Linked DNA regions of Rattus norvegicus: region 1 is linked to region 2. A link is a contact called in public Hi-C data. All regions are on one chromosome and are shown on one strand. The core of a region is the stretch at or near the end of the contact, and the rest is flanking DNA. Distances in the headings are between cores, read along the strand shown. Region 1 overlaps Reep1 (receptor accessory protein 1). Region 2 holds the start of Reep1 (receptor accessory protein 1).

Evidence for each region. Hi-C and Micro-C count contacts between places; a contact is called where the count stands out from the background.
Region 1: a contact with region 2 is called in a Hi-C map of frontal cortex, with 1.9 times the contacts expected there. The contact joins the enhancer-like site here to the promoter of Reep1 in region 2. A contact is called at or near these places in 2 of 12 Hi-C or Micro-C datasets (frontal cortex and psoas muscle).

Annotation. Positions count from the first base shown.
Region 1 is chr4:105,410,441-105,415,852 of GRCr8, forward strand. The region is part of intron 6 of Reep1 (receptor accessory protein 1); the gene reads left to right. Among named protein-coding and RNA genes, the nearest start is that of Mrpl35, 19 kb to the right of the region's middle. Within about 2 kb of position 3,326, at least 20 of the 93 cell types and tissues checked have an H3K27ac peak or open chromatin away from gene starts, as enhancers often do.
Region 2 is chr4:105,300,847-105,306,532 of GRCr8, forward strand. Reep1 (receptor accessory protein 1) reads left to right here and starts at 3,536. Exons shown (of 7, transcript NM_001108633.1): 1 at 3,536-3,710. The coding sequence starts at 3,679.

The sequences.
Region 1 (5,412 bases), core at 2,076-4,575, 110 kb after region 2:
TTTGAAAGCCATAAGTCCAAGACAAATGACAGACAGGAGTACTAAGCAGGGACACAGTGGGAGAGTAGTATTCAACCAGTCTTCAGACGCCCCTGTCTAACTGGGGCCTCCCCGTCCATCTTGGAAGCTGGGGACTCCCATTGCTAGACACTGGTAGACTTCCTAGTTCCTGGGAAACAGCTCTTCACTGTCCCCAGATGGCCATGGTCATTTCTGTCCCCCATTCTACATGTTGACTGGTAAGTATCATGAGCCAGGATAGTATCGCCTGGGGACCGGTTCTGTTAATGTCCCATTCTTTCTGATCCGCTCTTCCCCCTGCCTCTAAGATGTCTTCACCTATGAGGACACCAGTAGTTTTATAGTCAGTCTGTGTACCAGACAATTAAATCAGCAGGTGGTAGGGATCTGCAAATTCTGCAGGCCACTGCAGCAGGTGTCTCAGAATGGGTGGGGTTTGGAGGAGTGAACAGTTGGTAGCAAATAGCCAGATGCATCCAGCAGGGATGGCTCTGCTTGGAGTCCGGGCCTGGTCGCTTTGGCCTAAGTCCTGGCTTTTGCAGGCCCTACTCTCCTAGGATCCTGCCGTCGTCCACTACTCTGGAATCTTCTTCCTGCTCCCTAGAGCTCCTTGCAAGGACCCAATCCCATGATTCCTCCACAGTGGGACCATCTATATCCTTAAGGACAGTTCTCCATTCTCTGGGCCTCCTCCCTTCTGAGCGAGGGGTTAGATATTTCTGTGGTCCCTCCAGCTCTATGCCAGTGAAAGGCACTCTACTGGGGAGTGCTGGCAGATGGGCTTGGGATGTGCTTGTCTTGTACCAGGGGCTGGAAGCTGACTCTTAAGCTTCAGCACCATTTGAGAGGATTCCAGGGGGTCTTGGGTGATCCCCTGAAATTATGTCCTGTGAGATGGTGGTTCAGTCCAGAGCATAGGAGGGTTCTAGTCATCCTTGGAGACTGAACTTTCCAAAAGATATGCAAATACAGGTCTTAATTCAGACAGTGGAGAAAGGGAAAGTGGGAATTTGGGGAGCTGACAGTCACCTGACAGGGCAGTGACAGCATTAGAGCTCAGAGCCCAGCAAGCAGCAGTTGTTAGTCGGGGCCTATTCTCAATTGTGCCTACCAGACACTAGAACATTTTCTCCCTACCTCTCTGCTTCATTCTGGTTGTCAGTCAGCTCCCTGCTGTTTCCTACATATTTTTGTCTCTTTGTAGATGCTTCCTGTCCGGCACCTTTCCTCCCCCTTCTTCTCTCTTCCTCCCTGAGCTGCCTGTCATCAATCAGAGGGGTGTATCAGGACTAAAAGTCAAGCAGGCAGGGAGTACATTTAAGTACATGTGGGTTTCATTCCAAAGCCCCTTCTCTAACAGGATGTTCTTTCCTTTCTCCTTGGTGACTGCTGGGACCCTGGATGTAAGTGTTCAGACAGGCGTGTCCTTTCAGCACATCTGCTGCCTTGCATCACTAATGTGTGCCGTGTGGGATGCATGCTAACCTGGGTGTCGTGCTGCACTGTGGGTGGGTGGCTCAGCGCCTGGCGCTGGCAGATCTGTTCAGGTCTTTAAGGACTGAGACAAGCCAGCCCCTCTTTTCAGTTCTCCAGTGCTGACACTAACACACACAGGTGCTCCATTGTGGAAGACAACTGGGACCCCTGTCTTTAAGTAGAAACTGCCAACCTTGACCCAACCATGACAAGGCCTGGGGTGCCCTTGCTGAAGGGTCAGGAAGACTTCTTATGGGAGAGCACATACCCACAACACGTTCTCAGGATCTTGGAGTCTTAGCCATTGTTAAGATAGAGGACATATTATGTCATAAGTCTATGAAAATCTACAGGTACACTCCGTATTTTCCTGCTCAGTCACTTGTCCTTGATTCTCAGATTGATACCACCCTTCAGTGTGGACAAATTCAATGTGACTTATTTCTTATTTATTCTGCTGCTTGTTCCAAAAGGTATGTGTGTATGGATTGTGTGTGTGTGTGTGTGTGTGTGTGTGTGTGTGTGTGTGTGTGTGTGTGACAGAGGAGGGAGAGGAGAGGGAGGGAGGGGAAGAGAGAGAGAGAGAGAGAGAGAGAGAGAGAGAGAGAGAGAGAGAGAAACAGTAAATCAAAGGTATATAGGATCAGGAGAAAATTGTAAGTGCAGGCCACCTGCTCCTTCCTCACACCCACCGAAGAGGGAAAGCAGTAACCAGCATCCACAGTGCACTGGCACTCAGAAGTGTGGCTGTCCATGTTATTTTCTGCCCCAAGAGTGAGACAGACTGTACAAACAAGGGACTAGGGACCCAGCTTAGTGGTAGAGCATTTGCCCAGCATGTGCAACGGCCTGGATTTGACTTCCAGCATTCAAAAAAGTAAAAATAAATGGTAAATACCAACAGCACACTTGACAGACACACAGGAACCATTCTAACAGTTGGGCTGGTTTTTAGGCGGGGTTCTGGGTCGTTTCCATCTGAAGCTATTTCTGTCCCCCAGCCACCCACACTGGCCTCCTTTGCTCCCACCCTCTGCCCAGATCAGTTCAGGCTTCTACTCCTGCCTAGATATCTGGAATGGTCTCCATTCCTGGGAGTCACAGGATTACCTCTTTTCAAAGGTTCAAGGTTGCAGTGAAGAGTGTGCACAAAGCCCTGTTAAGAGTTTCAGTACTGAGATGGGCACTGAATTTTGTTTCTTTCTTTGTTTTATTTTGCTTTTGTGTCTGAGACACAGTCTCCACACTGGAGCCCAGACTGGCCTGGAACTCACTATGTGGCCCAGGCTAACCCAGAGAAAACTTGTGCCTCTGTTTCCCGGTGATCGGATATTGGCATGCATGCCCACTCGTGAGACGCCTGTTATTGTTGTAGTTAATGTGCGGTTTGGATGCTCAGCCTCAGTATGCTCTGGAAGGCAGGCTGAGGAATTACACACCCGAGGGTCCTGCTGTGTCTCTGGGTTATCATGCTGCCCGTGACAGCTGGCAGGGGAAAGCCCTGGGTTTAAGGGCACACACCTGTTCAGAGGTCTAAACTCAGCCAGTGAGGAACGCCATCCTGAGGATGCAGTTTTTTGCTGGGTAGAGCTAACCAGGATGCTTCTGCATTTACTTTGGCCTTGGGTCCTGACTAAGCAGGAGGAATCCTATCCAGAGGAATGTCCTGGTTAGTAAGTGCCATGCCCCAGTGTGGAGCAGATCTGAACCGTCTAGGATGGCAGCAGGCTTCTGCTTAGCTTATTGGGCTATCAGTGCCAGCTGAGTGCCCAGCCCTCCCTCAGACACTCAGAGAGTAAAAGGGATGAGCAGCCACAGCCCCACAGCTCGGGATGTTTTCTGCTGAGACAAGAGAACCATGGCATATGGCAGGAGCTGGCTGCAGGGTATAGACTCTAAGCATCATTCGGGGCTAGGGAAAGGCAGCTTTGGAAGACCAGGGTGTTCAAGAAAGGTGGGCTTACTGTTCTCAAGTCCAACAGCTGATTTAGGAAGGAAAGGACAAGAAAGCAACAAAACTTGGAGTAAACAAACTAAGAGAAGCACGGGGGCGGGGGGGGGGGGGAGGGCGGAGAAAGAGAAAGGAGAAAAAAAAAATCCAAGGCAAATTTGTGATGTCAGGCCCTGCTGTCCACCCACGGTTCAGCCCTGCAAGGCCTACTGATGGCAGCTGTGTGTTCGTGCTGCCCCCTGCTGGCTACCATGGAGCACAGCAGTGGAAACTGGAAAAGCTTAGTTGCAGCCTTAGTTACAGCAACCAGCCCTCTGGTGATAAGATTGGAGCCAGATCTGCGACTGAATGTGACTTAGAAGCAGCAGCACTGTATCTCAACAAGAGCTGGGGTTTCTGTCTGTGGACCTTAGAGTTGTGAAACAGGATGAGTTGTGGACCCTCTAGCTCTACCTTCTGTAATTCTGGATGGAGACAACATACCAAGAATAGAACGATGTTCTGGATGAAGATAATACACCAAGAACAGAACCATGGATGTGTTTGTGGATGCCAGATAAACTGGGTAGGGCAGAGAATAATTTACAGACTGCCTAAGCTAGGGCATTCTGGCTCAGCAACATGGCCGCATCCAATGGGTCACCTTAATGCTGGAGTGAAGTAGGAATCTTGCTGTCACATGCGGGTGGGATAGGGGATGAGTTCAGATTTCGCATTTCTATGAGGGTCCTCTGCTGTCTAGCACCAGGTATTTTGAAATGAAAAATCTGCACAGTTCACCTTAAAATGATCCCTTTGGGTCTCTAGGCCTACATTTTACATCCTGTGTCTTACAGAATGCCTGGTGCTGCATAGACAAGGGTGCTGCACTGTCAGCATCGCCTGTGTGTAGTTTAGGAAGCATCACCTCTCAGAGGAACAACTCTGGTCTTCAGAGAGGCTTTTTCCTGGGCACTCCTCAGGTGCTCACTCACAGGTCTAAGGATCAGTCCATGGCAAGCCTCAGAGTTAAGGACGTGTCCTCTCCTGTCCTCCTTCAATGGCTTTGAGCCTACAATTCATTCTGTACAAGCTGCTGGGTCTTCCACTGACACCTTCACTTTCCTGAGTTCCCTAAAGTACCACTCTTCAGATCTGGAGCCCTGGCCGTCCTAACAGGTTTGCTGTGCCGTGTACCTAATCTCCCCCTCTGCCCATCCTTGCTCTCTTCTACACTGACCCCTTCCCGCCATCTTTGTCTCCTTTGTCAGATGGACATTAAGTGGTGGAGGGAGATGTGAGTGAGGGTGGTGTGAAGTCTTGGGAGCCCCACCAGGTCCAAAACCCACTGGCGTTTTCTGACGAGGAGGAGGAGGACCTGTTGGAGTTCATATACAAATATAAGGCACCGAGGAGGACCGAGTTTCCCCTGGAGGTACATGGTGTCTGGGGTGTGGACTAGAGCATGTATTTGCACTAGAGATCTGGGGGGCAGGGGGATGGGAATGGCATCACTTGTGATACCTGACAACACTTCGAGTAGTTAGAGGAAGAATGACTTCCCTTCATGAAACAGGTAGGACAAATCACCAACTTCCTGCCAAGATCTCTGTGTGTGTGTGTGTGTGTGTGTGTGTGTGTGTGTGTGTGTGTGTGTGTGCAAGTGCCTCACCAGATGAGTTATTTCTCCAGCTCCACAGTTCTTTAAAGTTATCAGAAAACAATATACGTAGTACTATGGCCAATTGTGGATATAGACAGGGTTTTGACAACAGAAGGACTATGCTTGTGACTCCTGGGCTGACACAGGTTGAGACTTACTAGTCACAGGTTCAGGGAAAAGCTACTTGGTTCCTCTCTGGTTCTTTATCTACTCAACCTTCTTGCCTGAGGGTCCATTGTGAAGAAGTCACGACTTCTGTCACGCACAAAATTAGAGGCCCTGGTGAAAATCGGATGGGATACTCACAAACATTCCCCTTCAT
Region 2 (5,686 bases), core at 2,286-4,785:
TAGTAAAGACATAAGAGGAATTGCAATTTCTGAGGTTAGGGTGTGAGAGGGTCATTCTCAAATACAATGCAGCAGGCTATCAGCAGATAGAAGCAGCAACAGCAGAAATCACACACTACACAACCATTCACGAGACAAGAAATTCAAAGCAAGCCAACTGATAGCGGCCTGAGAGCCCCATTGTCTAGAAGATGAACTCTTGCCTGGTCTCAGCGTTTTCCAGGGCTATGACCAAGGACAAACCAACAGGTCCCGGATGGAGAGATGCAGTATGTGCAACATTTTTGCTCAGAGAAATGGAAGGCAACAAAAAGTAACTTTCTTCCTGTCTCCGGTTCTCTCTCTTCCTGCTTATCACTCTGCCTTACTCAATGGAACAAGACCTCCTGACTATTGAAGAAAACTTGGGTGGTTCCACTGATTTTCTAGCCCATTCCTCCAGACTTAAGAGTTTCGTTTAATAATGGAAATATCTAGTGGAGCACAATAATCAAACCCGTGTTTTCCATTTACCCCCTAAGCTTACCCACTGCGCATGCCCATGAAGGAAACAGCATGGGGCACACTCCACAGTCTCCCCGCTCAGAATACCTTCTCAATCCACAGATTTTGAAAATTTAAACTTCTTTCCAACACTAAGGATTGACCTCCGGGGCTTGCACATACTAGGCAAGCCTGCTACTGAACTATCCCCGTCTCTCCTCCCGAGTTCGTTGTTGTTTTACTAAGAGCCTTACTAATTTGACCAGGCTGGTCTTGAACTCTGTCAGTAGTCCAAGAAGGCCTCAATCTTGCAAGCCTCCCTTCTCGGCCTCTTCAACAGCTGAACCTGTAGGCCTGTACTACCAAGGCCCTAATAAGCTGTAATATTCCATCCCTCCAAATGTCTGATAGGTCTCCTGATCTTATTAGCATATGTGGTGAAGAACATGGAGAGAAGTGTGGGGACGACGCTTGCTTGGTTGATTTTCTGTGGTTTTGGAGTATGTATGGTGTCTGTATGGTGTGTGTGTGTGTGTGTGTGTGTGTGTGTGTGTGTGTGTGTGTGTGTGTGTGTATCAGAGTTAAACCTCAGGTGTCTTTCTTTGGATACCATTCACCATGTTTTGGGGACAGAACCCCTCACTGATCCAGAGCACACCAAGTAGTCTAGGCTCTGGTTGGCCAGCAAGCCCCCATGGATCCATTCCCTTGCCTCTATCTCTGGATTTTTATTTGTAACCTGGCTTCTGGGGATCAAACCCAAGATCTGTGCTTGCAAGGCATATACTTCAGTGACTGAACTTTACACAGTCCTTGCTGCGGTTTTAAATTTTTGTTCATTTTATTGTTGCTAATAGTATTATAGATGTGCACTGCTATACCAAACTTGCCTGTGGTGTTCTGTTATTTGAGACACAATCTCACATTTGTAAGTCTAGGCTGGCCTCAGACTCATGACCATGTCCCTTCCTCAACCTCCGGAGTTCTGGGACTACAGGCATGTGTCACCATGTCTGGCTTGGCCTTAGGGTTTTCACTGCCTGGTAGGTTTTCCAAGCCTTTCTCTGTCTAATTTTATTATCTTTAGTAAAGTATGGTGAGGCCAGAGAATTAAGATAGAGCTTGGGAAGAATTCGTTTTCAACCCTGGAGAGAGCACAGGCCATGTAACCACTAGAGGAAAACAAGGCAGCAGGAAAGCAGGAGCCATAACAAATATTCCCTAAGGAACGCAGGGCCAGGCAGGTTTATGATTTCCTAATCTGAGTAACTTGAGTGGGCACTGGGACACAGAAGCTTCTCTGGTAGTCTCATACATAAATGCACAGTGGCCTGCGGTGTGAGGATTCTTTAAAGAAGTGATTTGGGGCATGAGATTCACAGCTGCCCCAAAGTGAAATGACCAAGCTCCCCAGCTTCACCACTACATTAACCCCCTTGATATTACAAGTATTTTATGGGTTCTCTGAGACAAAGAGGACGTAGAGACAAAGAGACATCAAAGAAGACAGCTCTCTCATAGCCCCTTAATATCAGAAAGTGTATGTTGATACACATGAGAGAAAGACAGAGACAGAGAGAGTGAGAATCATGTAGTCCAGGCTGGCCTTGAACTCCCTTCATAGCCAAGAATGACTTTAAACTCACCTTCCTGTCTCCTCCTCCTGAGGGTGAGTGTTTCAGGGTCAATTACCGATCCTGGGTTTGGAGTGAGGGGGTTGAGACTGATCTTAGGATTCTAGCCCTGGCTCCCGATTCTACCTCCCAAGAATTGGAGTCATAGTTGCATGCCACCGTGCATATTCTATCGCATTAGAAGGCACTGCTTTTCAGTGTCTTTCAGTCAAGGTCCAAGGTCACCTTGCCACTGCAAGAAACCATCTTGGGCAGATATCCTTTAGGAAAAGCTAAACTAGGACTCTGCAGAATTTCTCGTACTGGGCACTGAATTTTACACAATATCCACAAAGAAGAGCAAGTCACTGGGTCCTAAACTACCAGAGGGAGGAAGCAGCAAAGCCCAGGCTTAAAGGACAAAGGCTTCCAAGTGCTGTGGAAGTTGGTGCAGGTCCATCCTCAGGGTGAGCAAAGCAAGTCACTCAGCCGGGCTGCAAAATTTAAAGGGACAAATACTATATGGTGCAATCATTTTTAAAGGAATTAATGTGTTTATAGCTGAAGGCAGTTTCCATTTTGCCCGAGATGCCACATGGCTCTTAATGCTGCTGGGCCATGATGTACACCGTGGCTCTCATAACCCAGTAGCTGAGGCTTGAAGATGAATCAAAGACAGAAATACATGGATGGACAAGGAGTGTCCACGGTGCGGGTCTGTGAGACGGCTTCCCTGGTACCTGCTGCCATGTCTGATGGTGATGGTGACCGGAGGTATCACGGGACCTATATTGAACTGACTCTTGCAGGTTGACCTCTGACTTGTGTGATAGTCCGTGTGTGTGTGTGTGTGTGTGTGTGTGTGTGTGTGTGTGTGTGTGAGAGAGAGAGAGAGAGAGAGAGAGAGAGAGAGAGAGAGAGAGAGAGAGAGAGATCTGCAGTAAAAAGAACTGAAGGGACTTGTGGTGAATGGTGATAGTGTTGCAGGCAGAGAAGGGATCCTGTAGGGACACTAATGTTGCCAGTAGGCAGACACTTGCTGAGATGCTGTAATGATGACTTATGGGGTGTCAGTTGAAGACTTCAGGTTTCTTCTGAGGCTAGCGTATTACATGTCTAAGTGAAGAATGACAGAACCTCGTCCAGACAGGTATAGGTAGGATTTCAAAGTCCAAATTCAAACCTCAGTTTCCCCACCGTAATAATGAAGGTGAAACAGCCCTGGGGGGGGGGCGGTTCAGAGGCCCAGCCCACTGGGCCACCGCACCACAAGGTTTCTCAAGGAGGGTGGAGGAGGACCCGCCCTGGCTGCAGCCCTGGGGCTGGGACGAACTGAGCAGGGGCGGGTCGCGCGGGTGCCCTCACCGCTAGCCGCCCAATCGCCGTGGGCCCGCGGAGCCCCGGGGGGCTGGGGCAGCGGGCGGAACGAGCCGCGGCTGCGCCGACGCGCGAGCGCGGGGCCGGGCCGGGCGGGTGCGCTCAGTCTGGCGGCGGCGGTGCGCGGACAGACAGACGTGTCGGGAGCGCAGCACCGCCCGCAGCCCAGCAATCCGGGCCGCGCCCGCCAGCCAGCCCGCCCGCCATGGTGTCGTGGATCATCTCCAGGCTGGTGGTGTAAGTGGCCTCTTCTCCTGTGTCCCTTCTTCCCTTTCTCTCCTATCCCCACGTCCCCTTAGGGCCGCGCGCCCCTGCGAACCACCAGCCCGGGTTCGGTAGATCTATTAATACCCCGCGGTCGCTAAATTTAGCAGGTACAGTAGCTGCCTGGGGACGCGGGGAGCGCGAGGCGGTGTAGGACGCGCGACGCTACTGACCCATGGGTAGCCGCGGGCACAGGCGGCGCCTTGCAGGGGGACCGGGGCGTGGGTCCTCGCACGCTGGTGGAGTCACCGGGGCTGGGCAAGGCATCTTGCCTTGTCTCTGTTGCTTTGTTCCATCCCGGGTGGGGCGGATTTGCAGAGGCTCCGAGTGGGTAGCCCGCGCGTCTCTCTCCTTTGGAAGAAAATGCCTTGGGCTTGCCTGACGCTGTGCTTTTGTCGGGTGAAAATGACATACAGTCCAGACAAGCGAGGGGAGCTGCCTGAAGGGGTCTTCGCGGAGACTAGTAGCCAGATGGAGGTGGGGCACTCAATGGAGTAAGGAAAATACTCCTTTTTAGGTGTCTCAAATAGAGGCTAAGGCAGGTGGCAAGTAGATTAGTATGCACCTTGGAGTAGATGTCTTCGTCCCTCTTGCCTGCTCTCCTTGGCAGGGGTTTGAGAGACCGGGGCAGACATCTCTAAGGAATGCACCGTGAAATTTCCAAGTGACAGACAGCACCCCACCTCCCCCCAAGGGCGGTGGCAGTGACACCTCCCGGGCGGTGCAGGCGAGCAGAGTCATCTGGGGTGAGGCCTGTTTGAAGTCCTTGGGGGATGTGTGGTGGGGACTTTTGTTTTATTTCCAAGGTTCTTGCCTCTTTCCTTCCCTACCTGGATCTGGACGATAGATTTAGCCCCTGCTCAGGGGACGTGGGACTGAAATGGGTCTGGGGAGGCTTGTGTAAAGAGCACGTGGCCAGCGTTTTCTTTGTCTAAGAAAGAGGGGCTGTTAACTCCCTTTGACCGTGCAGTGCACATTCGTCTCTTCTCCTCTTCTGGGCTGATTTGCGAAGCCGTCCAGGGTAGCCGTCTTTAAAGTCCTGGCCATTGTCTCCCAGGTATCATTCTGCCCGTTCCTCCCAAAGCCCTTCAAGTTACTCCACAAAGGTCTCTCCAGCAGCTGTTGTCAGCTGCGGGGTTGTCCTGTGCCTTCAGGTGGCATGTAAGATATTCCCATTTCTGTGCATGGCTGGCATCAGTAACAGGGAAGCCACAGAATGCCTTGCCACGCCTCATGCCTGACTGAAGCTTGTCTTCTCTTCCGTGGCAGTTTCCTTCCTGAAGGGGTCCTGAGATCTTTGGATTTGCTAGTGACCCCTGGAGGACCTCAGGGTGGGGCAAGGGAGCACTTGCTTGCCTGGTGGGCTTTCTCTGTAGGTCCTCAACCAGGATCCTGCAACCATTCTGGTTTTCTTATCATCCCCCACATAGGAGGCAACTGAAGGGGGCATAGGAAAGACGTGGGATGTTGGGTGGGGTTGTAACAGTGTGTTGCTACCTTCTGAAGCAACCACACCTTGAAAAACTGAGACTTCGGATGACTTAAATGACCCTGAGAATTGCTCCCGGTCTACAGCTACCGGCCGGCACCAGAGGTTGGTGGGATTTGAAGCAACTTGAAAAGGTCAGGGATACGTCCAACCGCGTCCCTAATTCTCAACATAAACCCAATGTGAATTATTAACACCAGTTTTAATCACATTTCTATTTCAAATTAACAATACCCATTATATAGTATCAGCTGGTGTAAATAAACCGAAATCCAGCTACATCTCTGTCACAGAAGGAAATCTCATGGAATATAAAGGAGCTACAGTCTTTAATAATATTGCTTATTCTAACGTATTTTGATTCTGCCCAACATTCTAAATAGGTGAAGGGACATTTTATGGCGCAGTGCCAAGGTGTGGGGCTGGGATGCTGTGTTTGGAATCAAGAAAATAAATGGCT